Regions from separate parts of the Mus musculus genome. Here all the other regions are linked to region 2. The links are chromatin contacts, called in public HiChIP or PLAC-seq maps. All regions are on one chromosome and are shown on one strand. The core of a region is the stretch at or near the end of the contact, and the rest is flanking DNA. Distances in the headings are between cores, read along the strand shown.

Region 1 (4,495 bases), core at 174-2,673, 240 kb before region 2:
TTAATGCAAAACTGGGAACTTGGAAAATAGGGTCCCTTTCCCTTTTTATTCTCTCGAATCCTTTTTATAGTTCTATTACCTACCATGAATGCCAGCTGGGACCAGGATACCTGGGTATTGCCTGAAAATGACTTGGCTTGGTGAGGGGCTAAAGAGTCAGCCCCTCTCCTCTCCGCATTGAAGGGGCTTTGAAGCTCATGTCCAGGACTGGGAGGGATGCCTAATTGGGATAATGGAGGTTAATGGGGCGCCTGGAGGGGGTGGCCACGCTTCTAGATCAAAGAAGCCAGCTCTTCCCAACCACCACAGCTGGAGGTCACAGCTGGAGGGGGAGGGGCAGGGACTCAGAGCCAGCCAGCAGGGGGTGCTCTGGCCTCGGAATGCTTGTCCTCTGGCGTCTCAGGCTCCTTCTTCGATCTGCTTTTGCCCGAGAACGCTTATCCTGAGGTTCTGAGTCCTCTTTTTTGGGTGCTGGGGAAGAGGGAAAGGTCAACAGGATGTCAACTTCCTCAGGTTGTTGCAGGGTCCCAAAGCACTAGCTTTAGATCCAGTTTGGAGAAAGCCAAGGCTGGGAGGCTAAGTTTATAAGGGAGGCAGAGAAAGACCCGACTTGGCATTGGGGGTGTTGGCTAGGATGGAGGCCAAGGGGCACCAGCGCTTCCCCGCCATCGCCCCCCTCCCCGGGGTTGGCGCTCCCTCTCGGGCTCTAATCGGCGCGGCGGCCGCAGCGGGCAGAGTCAGCGCCGCCAGTCTCCGGGACGCGACTCCCAGCAATTGTGGTCGGGACCGCAGATATGCAGCTGCCTCCTGCCCGGGCGCCTGGCCCGGCCGGCCCCGCCTGCGCCCCGCCCCGCCCCCAGCCGGCCCGCCCCTTGCCTGCCAGCAGCACCGGGACACTGAGGCATGCAAGAGGTCCCAGGTGGCCAGCGTAAGCGGTGGAGATGCCCCAGCCCAGACCTCACTATGTTCATTGTCCCTCTGCCCGCTCTGTTTCTCAGCTTTAGCTGGAGGCTTATACTTTCACTGTACGCCTTGCTTCGAGCCTCCTCTTGGAAAAAGTCGAACAGTGCTTTGATGCTTTGAAATGCAGGGGAGGGGAGGGATGTCTGACTGAGATGGAGGAGGAGGGTGGAGATGGGCGCGATGGCGGACTCTCATTGACAAGGGCAGCGGGGAAAGTTTCTAAGTAGAGGAGAAAAGGACGGAATGGGAGAAGCAGGGGCGAGTGTCAAAGGGTAGGAAAATAGTTCTTTAGAGGCACCCCAGCCATTCAGGGGCTTCCTGCTAGAATGCTGAGAGAAAACGCTCAGATACTGCACTGGCCCCTTCCTCAATGCTGAGCAGAGCCACTGACTATCCAGAGCTATTCTCAGCACTGAACTTTAAAACCTGCATGCCTGCTCATTTTTCCTGTGAGGCTGGCTCTCCTTTCCACCCCGTACACTTTGACCTCTGGCTTGGTGTGATGACACCAATTGCCATCCTCATCTCCAGTTTTGTCCTCCAGCAACCTGTGATGAACTAACACGTATCATGTATGAAGCAAGTACTAAGCGGTGGATACTGTTTATAGTTAAGGGATAGAGGTGTAGTCCAGTGGTAGTTATAAGTGTAGTCTGGTAGTAGTTATAAGTGTAGTCTGGTAGTAGTTATAGGTGTAGTTTAGTTATATTATAGGTGTAGTCCAGTGGTAGTTATAGGTGTAGTTTAGTGGTAGAGCGCTTATGTAGTTTGTGTGAGACCCTGTGATTGATGTCTAGCATCGAGTGGGTGGTCCAGCATACATTTCTAATTTTTGTGGGTTTTAAAAAATTAGCCAGGCCGTAGTGGCCCATACCTTTAGCCCCAGAGCTCAAAGGCAGAGGCAGGAAGATCTCTGTGAGTTTGAAGCCAACCTGGTCTACAGAGTGAGTTCCAGGACAGCCAGGGCTCACAGTGAAACCCTTTCTCAAAAAACCAAATAAACCAAATTGCTTTTGAGTGTGTGTGTGTGTGTGTGTGTGTGTGTATGTGTGTGTGTGTCACAATGCATATGTGGTGGAGGTCAGGAGTCAGTGCTATCCTTTTACCTTGTAGGTCACAGGGATAGAATTCAGGTCCCCTGGCACGATGGCAGGTATCTTTACCCACTGAGCACTGTGCACAGTTTCAAATCATTATAACAACCTTGAGAGATGACTGTCTTGTTTCTCCTTTCTACAGAAGAGGAATCCTAGGTTAAACAGTTTGCCCAAGCTTGCACCATACTAAATGGCTGACAGACACAGAACTGTCGGGCTCTAAGACCCCCTTTCATGCTCATCTTTGCAGCCAGGGCTATCTTTTTAATATACAAACATTTCTATATGTTGTCCTGGGGATTAAGGTCACATACCTTGCATAGCTGATGAGACATTTCCCACCCCCACTTTCTCTCTCATGTTCTGGGGTGGAACTCCTGGGATCTATGCTTGTGAAACACTCTACCACTGTCTACAGAATCCAACCCCCACATCCCCTTTGTGTGTGTGGCAGAGCTTCACTAAATTGCCTATGCTGGCCGTGGGCTCTTGAGTAGCCCGCAGTCTCTGGAGTAGCTGGGAATACAGGCCCATTCCACGAGGCCTGGTTCAGCCTTCACCCTATGCTCCAGTCATATGCACAGAGGTGCTAACTCTTCTTACCCTGGAACAATGTGCATTTGCAATATTTCTATTTTGTTGTTGTTTTCTTGGAGGACGGAATGTCGGGATATAGCTGCCTGACCTGGAATTCACAATTCTCTTGCCTTTCTGCCTTCTGTCCCAATTGTCGTAATTGCCAGTGTGTTCAACCTCACCCCGCCAGACCAAGTCTTATTTTTATTGAGCCTTGAGCCTTCCTTCCTTCCTTCCTTCCTTCTTCCCTTCCTTCCTTCCTTCCTTCCTTCCTTCCTTCCTTCCTTCCTTCATACCTCCCTCGTCTCCTTCCATTTTCTTCCTTCTTTCCTCTGGTAGAATCTTACTATGTAGCTCTGGCTAGTTTTAAACTCATGGCACCGCACTCCCTCTACCTCAGCCTCCTAAGTGCTAGGACCACCTTCAGCTTTTTTGGTTTCTTTATATGGTTTTCTTCTAGCCTTCCACTACTGACTTAGATCAATTCTGTCTCCTGTAGCACACACTACTTGCTTTAATTAAAAGGCTTCCTCTTTTTGTTAGTTACAGGATAGTTTGTGAGGCACAGAACTGGATCAGTCATGTTTATGGTTGCAGACCTGTGTGCCTAGCTCTGTGTGCTCTGCATAAAGTAGGTGTTTGCTGAGTGAGTCAACTCTCTGTAGACTTACCCTATATCTCTCATATAGCTGTGATCCTAACAACTAGAGCAACTAGAGCAGGGCTCTGCCTATTCAGCATGTAGAAGATCCTGAGTTTAATCCCCTGACATGAGAGAGAGAGAGAGAGAGAGAGAGAGAGAGAGAGAGAGAGAGAGAGAGAGAGAGAGGAAGTTAGTTAAAGATTGGAATGTAGCAGCTGGACGCAGTGGCACATGCCTTTAATCCCAGCACTCGAGAGGCAGTGGCAGGCGGATTTCTGAGTTCGAGGCCAGCCTGGTCTACAAAGTGAGTTCCAGGACAGTCAGGGCTATACTGAGAAACCCTGACTCAAAACACCCCCCTCCAAAAAAAAAAAAAAGAGCAGTGTATGTTCATTATCACTGAGCCATCTCTCCAGTACTAAAGATGCTAATATATTTCATGTGACATATTTCGAGGCATACTTTTTCTCTGAAAATAAAATATGGAACACTTCATGAACTTGTATATTGTCCTCACACAGGGGCCATGTGGGTCTCTGTGTTGTTCCAAGTTTTAATACCTGTGCTGCAGAAGGGTTACCCAGGGCATTCCCCAGAGACTGAGAGGGTCTTTGTTCAATACTGGCCTGTGGAAACCCAACCAGGGTAGCATCACATGATCCCAGGGTACACACATGTTCCCAGGGTACACACATGTTCCCAGGGTACACACATGTTCATAGGGTAGCATCACATGTTCACAGGGTGCACACATGTTTTCAGGGTAGCATCACATGTTCACAGGGTGCACACATGTTCACAGGGTGCACACATGATCCCAGGGTGCACACATGTTCACAGGGTACACACATGTTCACAGGGTGCACACATGTTCACAGGGTACACACATGTTCCCAGGGTAGCATCACATGTTCACAGGGTACACACATGTTCCCAGGGTAGCATCACATGTTCACAGGGTACACACATGTTCTCCTGTTTCCAGCCTGGTCCTCTCTGTCCTTGCTTCTTCTCTCTCTTGTCATCGTTCTCTCTGATTCTGAGCTGTTTCCCCCAAATCTGCAGTTTCATTTCAGGGCTCAGATGTCAACCAAGGAAACTGAGGTTCAGAGAAGGAGAGAACCAAGACTTGGAGCCCTGTGGCTGCCAGGAGTCAGAGAAACCTGTATTGTGTATGCATACTTGTTGGGGCGGGGGACTTCTTTTCCAAGCTGGA
Region 2 (4,871 bases), core at 99-2,598:
AGGTGTCTAACACTCTGGGGACAGTGGTCCCTACCAACTACCTTGTGTGTGCCTCAAAGGACAACAGAGAAATGCTGACTGTTTCTGGGGCTTCAGCCCAACTGGGGTCCACAGCTGATGGAACCTACTCGCATTACGGGTTGCCCACGTATTCATCCATACCCAGTCTCACATTTTGCCTCTGAAGGTGTTCAGCCCTGTGACCTGCAGCTATGGCTGCATCCCAGGCTGGAACCTTCAGCAGCTCCCCAGCTAGGTTTGTTCTCTGGCTGCAGTGACTTTGCACTCTATCAGCTCTTGTCTCTAGTAAGGCCTCTGAACTCTTGAATTATGCTGTGGCTTCTTTAACCCTTTTCTAGCCATGTTGTTAACCTACATAAGTACACACAGGATATGTAATCTGTGACCCAAGAGTTAGTAATTAATATTAAAGTAAAAGTTCATGTGTTTGGTAAGGGCCCATTATCAATGTAAATCAGGTCTAATTGGCAAATTGCCGCCAATGAAGCTGACATCGCTTGCTGATGTATTTGATACTCAATAAATTTAGATGTGGAAAGACACAAATATGTTCGTTTATGTTTCTGACACAGGATGAGTCTTTCTGGAAAGAATATTCAGTCTTAAGAGCAAAACGTTGAAGTCGTCCAAGAATCCCAATTCCTTCCAAGGACAATCATACCCTTTATAGGAGGTGCATGATAAAGATTAGTATCCTTTCCGGTACATTCTGACCCGAGCTAACTTTTCCTACCAAGCCCAAGCCCAAAGAGCACCCGGGTTTCATCCCACTGTGCCTTTTGCATATGTTCTCTCCTGTTCTGGAACGCCTGTCCTGGAATGAACGAACGTGGTGCAAAGGGGTGCTCCGGAGAGAAGAAAGCATGTGGTGCCAGCCGAGTGCTGCCGCTGTGGAGATCAGCCTCTGGCTTCTCACGCGTAAAATAGGAGATAACATTAAAAAAAAATCCCCCCCCCCATGCCGTTAAGTGGCTCAAAAGGACATTCCAGAGAGGTTTTTAGCATCACTTCTGGCTCTGGGAACACGAAGCTCGCGCACGGGCACAGGGACCTACTCCGCCCCAAGGGAGCCGCCCCTTGACCGCCTCCCTGAGCTCCAGGCGTCCGAGGTGGCGTCCGGGCAGCCACGTCGCCTCCCCCACCCTCCCGACACCAGGGTTCCTCAGACGCCGCCGAGTGTTAGGTACCCAGCTCACCGGGCCGCGCTCCGCACCGCCTGTGCCCTGCGATTGGCTGCTGAGGGCGCCCATCTTCAAGAAGCGCTGCGGATTGGTCAGATTTAGCGGTGGGGGCGGGCCTGACGGAGCAGAGGAAGGGCGGGGACCCGGATGTGTGTGGTGGCGGCGGCCGAAGAGCTACAACGCGGAGCTGAGAGGCCTATGGATGAGGAGGACGCGGCGGCCCCGGTAGGCGGGGATCGGGGGCGGGGTCCCGGAGGCCTCGGTCTCTGCAGATCTCGAGGCGGGGGTCCTGGGCGACGGCTGCGGCCTCAGGGCGGGGCCAGGGGCTCCGGTCACGGGCGTTCCTCTCGCCGCGCACCCTCCCCATTGCAGCCAGGGCCTGTGACGACGGGGCGTAGCCTCATTGACAGGTTAAGGCCGGGTGGTCCCGGGTGTCACCTGAGAGACCCCGCGGTCCTGAGGCCGTGCCCGGACCCAGTGCGGCGGCAGCTGCTTGGTGCTGAGGCTGTCAGGTTCTCGAAGATCCGATGCCTTCAGATCTGGGGCTCCGGCATCTACCTGGGTTCGAGTCCTGGCCCAGGGCCCTGGGGGATCCCAGTGCTGCGCCGCAGGTGTCTGCTCTTGTGGGGCATGTGCTGGTCTGTAGCTCCTGCAGAAGAGCCCCAATGTGCACATTGGGATCGAACTCAGCTTAGCCCAGGATTGCTAAGCACCTACTGTGTGTAGGGCACAGTGCCAGGTGTTTGGGAGGCAGGAAGAAAATATTTCTTCATGGTTTTCCCGCTTTTGGATCTCTGGAAGATTTTATTCATTCATTCATTTACTGGCCTTGCTGGTTGTCTAAATACCGAGAGAGTCCCATGTTTTTCTCCGGTACTGCTGCTGCTTTAGGGGCTGCGGCCCTCTGAATTCTGTTACAACTTGGAGTTAAGATCTGCTAAGTTGTTTTTTCTTTTGTTTGAGACAGGGCCTCACTGTGTAGCCCTGTCTACCCTGGCACACACTATGTAGAGCAGGCTGTTGAAGAATTCAGAAATCCGTTTACCTCTGCGGACTAAAAAGGGCTGGGGTTCTGGCAGAAGAGAAGGCTCAGTGAATTGAACAGCATGGGCTTCAGGCAGGGTGGGGGTACACACTTTAATCCTAGCACCCAGGAGGCAGAGGCAGGCCAGAGTTCAAGGCTAGTAAGTTGCAGGACAGCCAGAGGTACACAGAGAAACCCTGTCTCAGAAAAACAAACAAACAAAAAATTCATACCGTTTCTTGTTTACAATTCCCTAGAAGTTTTTCATTACCCTTGAAATAAAATTTAAAAGTCCTGACTGTGGATAGACTCTTGCTTTACCCTGTTCTTTTTGTTTTTTTAGACAGGGTTTCTCTGTCTAAACCTTGCTGTCTTCTGAAATTTGCTTTGAGACCAGGCTGGCTGCCTCTTAGTCATAGATAACCACCTGCCACTACCTCTGGAGTGTTGGCATTAAAGGCCTGTGCTTCCATATCTTGCCACCTTATTCTACTCTGGTTTTTTTTTTGTTGTTGTTGTTTTGTTTTTGTTTTTGGAGACAGGGTTTCTCTGTATAGCCTTGGCTGTCCTGGAACTCACTTTGTAACCAGGCTGGCCTTGAACTCAGAAATCCGCCTGCCTCTGCCTCCTGAATGCTGGGATTAAAGACCTGCGCCACCACCCACCACCGCCTGGCTTCTTATTTTTTTTTAAGATTTATTTATTTTTTGTAAGTACACTGTAGCTGTCTTCAGACACACCAGAAGAGGGCATCAGATCTCATTACAGATGGATGTGAGCCACCATGTGGTTGCTGGGATTTGAACTCAGGACCTCTGTCTGTGCTCTTAACTGCTGAGCCATCTCTCCAACACCTCCTCTCCCCCCTTACCTTATTGTCATTCACTTTCCCTACATACAATGGCTCTGGTGGGCTGTTTTTCTCTGCCATGACACCTTTTTTCTAACCATGGGCCTGAGCAACTGTTTCTTCTGTATGGAATGGTTTTTGTTACACTGTTACACTGCCTGCCTCTCTTTCAGTTTTTCAGGCAGTACCTCAGAGTCTGTCCCTGTCCGCTATTTTGTTACATCTCTGTGGGTTTTTTTTTTTTTTTTTTCTTCCACTGGTTAAAATGACCATTTGTGGGCTGGAGAAATGGCTCAGTGGTTAAGAGCACTGACTGCTCTTCCAGAGGTCCTGAGTTCAAATCCCAGCAACAACATGGTGCCTCACAACCATCCGTAATGGAAGAGTGACAATGTACTTACATATAATAAATAAATAAGACAAAAAATTTTTTAAAAAATATGACCATTTGTATTTATTATCTGCCATGCTCCCCTATGCCCACTTGAGTGGAAACTCTGTGAGAACAAGCATCCAGATTCCTCTACCTTGCTCATAACTTTGTTCCTAACTCTGATAACAGAGCACACGATAAACAATAAAAATCCTAATAAAGGTCGAGCGGTGGTGGCGCAGGCCTTTAATCCCAGCACTTGGGAGGCAGAGGCAGGCAAATTTCTGAGTTCGAGGCCAGCCTGGTCTACAAAGTGAGTTCCAGGCCAGCCAGGGCTATAGAGAGAAACCCTGTCTCGAAAAAACCCAAAAAAAAAAAAAAAAAAAAAAAATCCCAATAAATACGTATTGCCTGAGTGGCTGAGGCTGGAGCTCTTGATGTATTTGGACATCCGGCGTCAAGTCTGGTGCACTTTGTACATTCAGGGTTGAGCAGGCTGGGGTCCTCTGCTCTGAGCCCTGCTTCCTTCTCAGCCATCTGTCTTGTCACAGGTTTGTTCTCATGAACAAGATGGATGACCTCAACTTGCACTACCGGTTTCTGAACTGGCGAAGGAGGATTCGGGAGATCCGAGAGGTCCGGGCCTTCCGATATCAGGAGAGGTTCAAGCATATCCTTGTAGATGGTGACACTTTGAGGTGAGCATAGGAAACTGGTTCTACCCTGTCCCTGTCAGTCCTTTTCCAGGTCACAGACAGGGAAAGGGGTGTGTTAGAGGGTGAGGACCATTTACACTCCACTGCCAGGGGCACCCCAGTGCCTACATGCATTCCTTTCTGCCCCTCTGTCACCGGGTCACTGGGACTATTGTTGGTGTTTTAATTTGTTTGTTTAGTGTGTTCGTGGGGAGATGGCTGTCAAAGGAGGTTGATTCTCCTTAGGTCACATGGGACTCAGGGATCCAACTCTGGTCCTTAGGCAAATGCCTTTATACACCGGGCCCTCTCACTGGTTTGTTTTGTTTTTGAGACAGCCAGGCTGTCCTAAGACTTACAGTCCTTCTCCTCAGCATCCCCAGAGCTAAGATTACAGGCAAGTACCACCTCAGCCATCTCGGCTCACTCTCTTCCCGTCTGGCAAGGAAAGGTTCCGGAAAGGCCCTGTTCTGTCTCGGAAGTTCCCGTGGCAGATATTGGAAGCTGCCAGGTTCTGTCATGACAGTGAATCTGTGTGGCCTGCATCCCCTCAAGTCTGCATTTCAAAGACTGGGCACAGCAGGGAGGGGCCTCCTATAAGGCAGCAGGCCCTGTCTAGGGAGATCCTAGAGGTCCGAGGTCTGGGCCTTCCGATATCAGGTGAGGTTCAAGAATATCCTTGTAGATGGTGACACTTTGAGGTTCTGTAGTGTCATAGGTACTACAT
Region 3 (4,686 bases), core at 2,130-4,629, 210 kb before region 2:
TGTGCTACCATGCCTGAAAAAGTCTTTAAAAGATTCATTTCCTTTTATTTTATGTGATGAATACTCTGAAAGTTGCCTGATGTAAATCCTGGGAACAAAACTAGGGCCCCCTGGAAGAGCATCAACTGCTCTGAACTGCTGAGCCGCCTCTTTAGCTTCACCAGCAAATTTATGAAAAATTTTAAAAAGAGAGAGAGAAAAATCTCAGGTGACTCGGGCATTCCTTAACATTCGAGGGATAAGAGATTACAGGCAAGTCCAGCGTGGAGGGTTTGCTTCCAGCACGCAGGACACAGAGAACAACCACAGCAAGCTCCAGGGCAGCACAGGGAGACCCAGCTCAGCGAAACAGAGCAAAGGGAAATTGAGGCCAACCTCACCTCAGATGAAGAGAACCTGCAGGCTTCGTCCGGATGTCTCTGTCTTCTGACCTGGGAGCTTCTCTGTAAGGTCCTTCTAGATAGAAAGGAGAGGCAGACACAGAAGTTCAGGGCACAAGAAACTATTTCTGCCATTGCCCTTACATTCTTCAGTGAGGCCGGGCATGGTGGCACACACCTTTAATCCCAGCACTTGGGAGGCAGAGGCAGGAGGATTTCTGAGTTCGAGGCCAGCCTGGTCTACAAAGTGAGTTCCAGGACAGCCAGGGCTACACAGAGAAACCCTGTCTCGAAAAAACCAAAAAAAAAAAAAAAAAAAAACCCACCAAAAAAACCCACATTCTTCAGTGAGACTGGGGGTGTGGGGCCTGAGCCTACATACAGCTTTGAGTTCTTCCTTCCTTCCTTCCTTCCTTCCTCCCTCCCTCCCTCCCTCCCTCCCTTCCTTCCTTTCTTCCTTCATTCCTTCCTTCCTCTCTCTCTCTCTCTCTCTCTCTCTCTCTCTCTCTCTCTCTTTCCCTTTCTTTTCTTTTTTCTTTTTTTCAGACAGGCCTAGTCTCTCAGGTTCGCTGTGTACCAGATGAATGACAATCGAGGTTAACTATTCACCACTGTTTGTAATTCTCAGCACTCAGGAGATGAGGCAGGAGGATTCCGGCAAATTAGAAGTCACCCTCAGCCTGTCTCAAAAATACAAAACTAAAATTAATCAAGTGCATAATTGCCACACCTCCCATTCTTTACGCTCCAGTTTTAGGTCCATCTTCCACATTTCTTTTTAAAGACAAGATCTTATGTAGCTGAGACATAGTGTGAACTATGCTTCAGAGGATGTCCCTGAATTTGTGTCTCTAGACATAGTGTGGTTTGTGCTTGTTTGTTTGTTTTTGAGACACCATCTCACTATATATCCCTGACTGGCCTGTAGCTTCCTATGTTAGACCAGGATAGCTCTGAATTCACAGTGATCCACCCATTTCGGCTTCCTGAGTGCTGGGACTAAAAGCATGTACCATTAGGCCAGGCTAATACGTTTAGTTTTTCTTTTTAAAGAGTTAATTTATTGGGAAATGAAAACCAAACTAAGAGCCAGGTGATGGTGGCAGTGGTGGCACCTTTAATCCCTGTACTTGGGAGGCAGAGGAAGATGGAACTCTGAGTTTTGAGGCCAGACTGGGGTACCTATGGAGTGAATTCTAGGACAGACAGGGCTACACAGAGAATCCTTCTATTGAAAAACAAAACAAAGCAAAAAGTTATTTGGGGGCCAGAGAGATGGCTCAGTGGCTAAGAGCAGTTACTGTTCTTGCAGAGGATCCTGGTTCTGTTCCCCAAATCTACATGATGATTCAGAACCATCTGTAACTCCTGTTCCAGGGGAGTCCAGCGCCCTTTACTGGCTGCTGTGGACACTGCATGCATGTGGTGCACATAGGTGCATACAGGCAAAACACAAATTAAAAAAATATTTTTAAAAGCCCCTTATACTCCCTGTATAGTACTACAGGTGTGCATGCACCACCATGCCCAGTGACAAAAGTGCTCTCGAGGAGGAGGGTCAGGCTCAGAGTCAGTTTCAATTAAAGGCTAGGTGAGTCCATTTCTTTGGGTGTCAGGTGAGGCAGAGCATCATAGATTCAGGAGCAGGTGGAAGAGTTTGCTTATTCATAATGGCCAGGAAGCAGAGAGATAGCAATAGCAGGGAAAGGCTAATACCGTTCCTGTGAGTCTCACCATCCCACACTTCCCTCCCATTTGTCTATTCAGATTTTGAGCTCACAATTGAATTAAGTTAGAATTAAACCATCTAAACATCTCTCTGTAGTTCTAGCCCCCCCCCCAACCCCTTCAGTTTCAGAAAAGGTCTCAGGAGAGCATGGTGGTAGATCTTTAATCTCAGCACTCTTGGGAGATAGAGGTATGAATCTCTATGAATTCAAGGTCAGTCATGTCTACATAGCAAGTTCCGTGCTAGCCAGAGCAACATAGCCATACCCTGCCTCAAAATAAAGCCTAGGGCTGGAGAGATGGCTCAGCAGTTAAGAGCACTGACTGCTCTTCTAGAAGTCCTGAGTTCAATTCCCAGCAACCACATGGTGGCTCACAACCATCTGTAATGGAATCAGATACCCTCTTCTGGTGTGTCTGAAAACCATGAGAGTGTACTCATATAAATAAAACAAATCTTAAAACAAACAAACAAACAAACAACAAAGCCTAAATAAGACAAAGTCAGGGTGGTATGTATCTCAAGTTGGAAGAGAACTATGGAGTGGACATTCAGTGATCCTCCTGCCTGTACCTCCCAATGCTGGGATTACAGATCGGAGTCAACGGTATTTGGAGGCAGGGGCTTGCTACGCAGTCTACACTAACCTTTTATTCTTGTCCACATCCTGTAGGCATTACAGCCTTGGGCCAATATGCCCCACCAATGTCTGGTTTGTGTGTATTTTGGTCCAATCTGTGTCATTTTGCTACTGGTAGTTCAACGGTGCACTTTTGGGGTTATTGTAAGGATTATAGAAGCGTTTGTTAGTGATATACTCGGGAAAAGTTACTGTCCTTCCAGTGTCCGTCTCTCTCTTTCAGGACGCCTTACCCTGTGAAGTCCGTTCTGACTGTCCTCTAAAGTCTTTTTTGTTTTTTTTTTGGAGGTGGGGGGGCGGGGAAAGCTCACTGGTAGGATGACATCGTCTGTATATTCCTCAAGGATATTTACGGGGGTTGGAGAGTTTAATTAGGTACTTTCCTAAACCTGGCTTATTTTGGGCTTTTTCCGTACTAAGTAAGTGAGTGGGAGACGCTGCTGGGGATTCAGAGTTGGAAAAAACAGTAGTCTTACAGGAAACAAACCAAAACCAAACCGCGGCGCTCCTTACGCCACAGGTCGGTCCTCGGACGTGTCAGCGTCGTGCCCGCTCCGTACGCAAGGGGGCGCGCCAGGAAGTCCCGGAAGTCCGTCCCGAAACCCGACTCGGAACTTTCTTCCTTGCACTTCCGTTCAGCTTCGCGCAGTCGTTTGTCCTGTACGGCTACCCGTCCTCACACGAATCTAGCCCGGGAACTAAGATTCCGGGGAGCGCAGTCGTCACCAGCCGGGAGCCTGTCGATTCCAGACGCTCTCCGGACTGGCAAGATGTGCTCCCTGGGGTTGTTCCCCCCGCCGCCGCCTAGAGGTCAAGTCACCCTGTATGAGCACAATAACGAGCTGGTGACCGGCAACAGCTATGAGAGCCCGCCTCCCGACTTTCGGGGCCAGGTGGTCCGGGTGGGAACGCTGCGGTGGGGATGCGGAAAGTGGGAATAGAGGCGACGCGGCGGGGCTCGCTCACAAGTGATTGGGAACGGCATGACTCCCACAGGAGACTGGAGAGAACGAAATATATTTTAGGGCCTGTGTTACCCAGTTAGGCATGCCAAGGCATGTGAGGAGGTTCTAGGAGGGGTAGAGAAGATGATGGATGCCGTCCATCAGGTCTTCTCTAGTGTCAACCCTGTGAAAAACGATTGTGGTTTGCAGATGAGGACTGAAAATTTTCTGTCCCACAAGTGTTACATTTGTGGGTATGGGAAATGGGGCCGTGGAATCTCTTATGCCATAGGTTGGAGATGGCAAGGAGTTCTGTTAAGATTTGGGGAAGAGACTGACTGCCTCCCTCTCTTCTGAGGTATAGTGGATCAATCTTCCTGTCCTACACCTGACCAAGGATCCCCTAAAAGCCCCAGGGAGGCTGGACCATGGTACAAGAACTGCCTTCATCCATCACCGTGAGCAAGTGTGGAAGAGATGCATCAATGTTTGGTGAGGCATAGCAAACAGTGGCTTAAATAGGCCATGGTCTACCGAGCCTGCTTTGGGCAGCTCTTGAATGGCTGCTTATTGCAGTCTGTGTCTTCATATTACCACAAATCATATTAGGTGATCCATTTTTATTGTAAAACTCAAGGGTGTACCAGAAACCTCATTTATCCCTAATAGCTTGGCTTGATTTTACAAACCTGCTCTCAGCACCGACCTCATTTGCTTTTATCTGAAGCTCAGGAAAGTTAGGAAAAGGTTGAATTGATTCGTTAATATGTAGGACATGTAAGAATTAAAGCTGTGCTATCTTTTTTTTTTTTAACTGTACGTTTGGAAAAGTTACATAATTACTCTGTCCTAAAGCCAAACCCCTTTAAACCATGGTGACTAAATAGATACAAAGCACATAGAAGCATTTCCTGGCACATTAATCCCTTGATGTGTTTGCCATCCCCATTATTATCATTGCCATTATCTGTAAAAAGAATCCCTGGTGCCGGG

What was found. HiChIP or PLAC-seq counts read pairs in DNA pulled down with a chosen protein or histone mark.
Region 1: a FOXA1 HiChIP or PLAC-seq map of pancreatic cancer cells shows a contact between it and region 2. The contact joins the enhancer-like site here to the promoter of Spryd3 in region 2. A contact is called at or near these places in 15 of 39 promoter capture datasets (the 3T3-L1 cell line, 3T3-L1-derived adipocytes, the C10 cell line and 10 more), 4 of 115 datasets of contacts at active chromatin or transcription factors (CD8 T cells, the SCID.adh cell line, bone marrow-derived macrophages and 1 more) and 3 of 9 other capture datasets (adipose tissue, liver and pancreatic islet).
Region 3: a contact with region 2 is called in an H3K4me3 HiChIP or PLAC-seq map of embryonic stem cells, with 13 read pairs. The contact joins the promoter of Aaas here to the promoter of Spryd3 in region 2. A contact is called at or near these places in 15 of 39 promoter capture datasets (3T3-L1-derived adipocytes, the C10 cell line, cranial neural crest and 9 more), 6 of 115 datasets of contacts at active chromatin or transcription factors (the 230-238 cell line, the SCID.adh cell line, bone marrow-derived macrophages and 3 more) and 3 of 9 other capture datasets (adipose tissue, liver and pancreatic islet).

The regions. Positions count from the first base shown.
Region 1 is chr15:102,373,244-102,377,738 of GRCm38.p6, reverse strand. No RefSeq gene overlaps it. Among named protein-coding and RNA genes, the nearest start is that of Sp7, 9.2 kb to the right of the region's middle. Within about 2 kb of position 1,423, at least 222 of the 459 cell types and tissues checked have an H3K27ac peak or open chromatin away from gene starts, as enhancers often do. A contact at or near this core is called in 3T3-L1-derived adipocytes, CD8 T cells, the SCID.adh cell line and 8 more, where this site is marked.
Region 2 is chr15:102,132,692-102,137,562 of GRCm38.p6, reverse strand. It overlaps Spryd3 (SPRY domain containing 3), which reads left to right and starts at 1,348. Exons shown (of 11, transcript NM_001033277.3): 1 at 1,348-1,427; 2 at 4,001-4,147. The coding sequence starts at 1,405.
Region 3 is chr15:102,349,452-102,354,137 of GRCm38.p6, reverse strand. Aaas (achalasia, adrenocortical insufficiency, alacrimia) reads left to right here and starts at 3,379. Exons shown (of 16, transcript NM_153416.2): 1 at 3,379-3,642; 2 at 4,058-4,185. The coding sequence starts at 3,520. Gm36246 (predicted gene, 36246) reads right to left here and starts at 3,311. Exons shown (of 3, transcript NR_155425.1): 1 at 3,226-3,311; 2 at 381-456.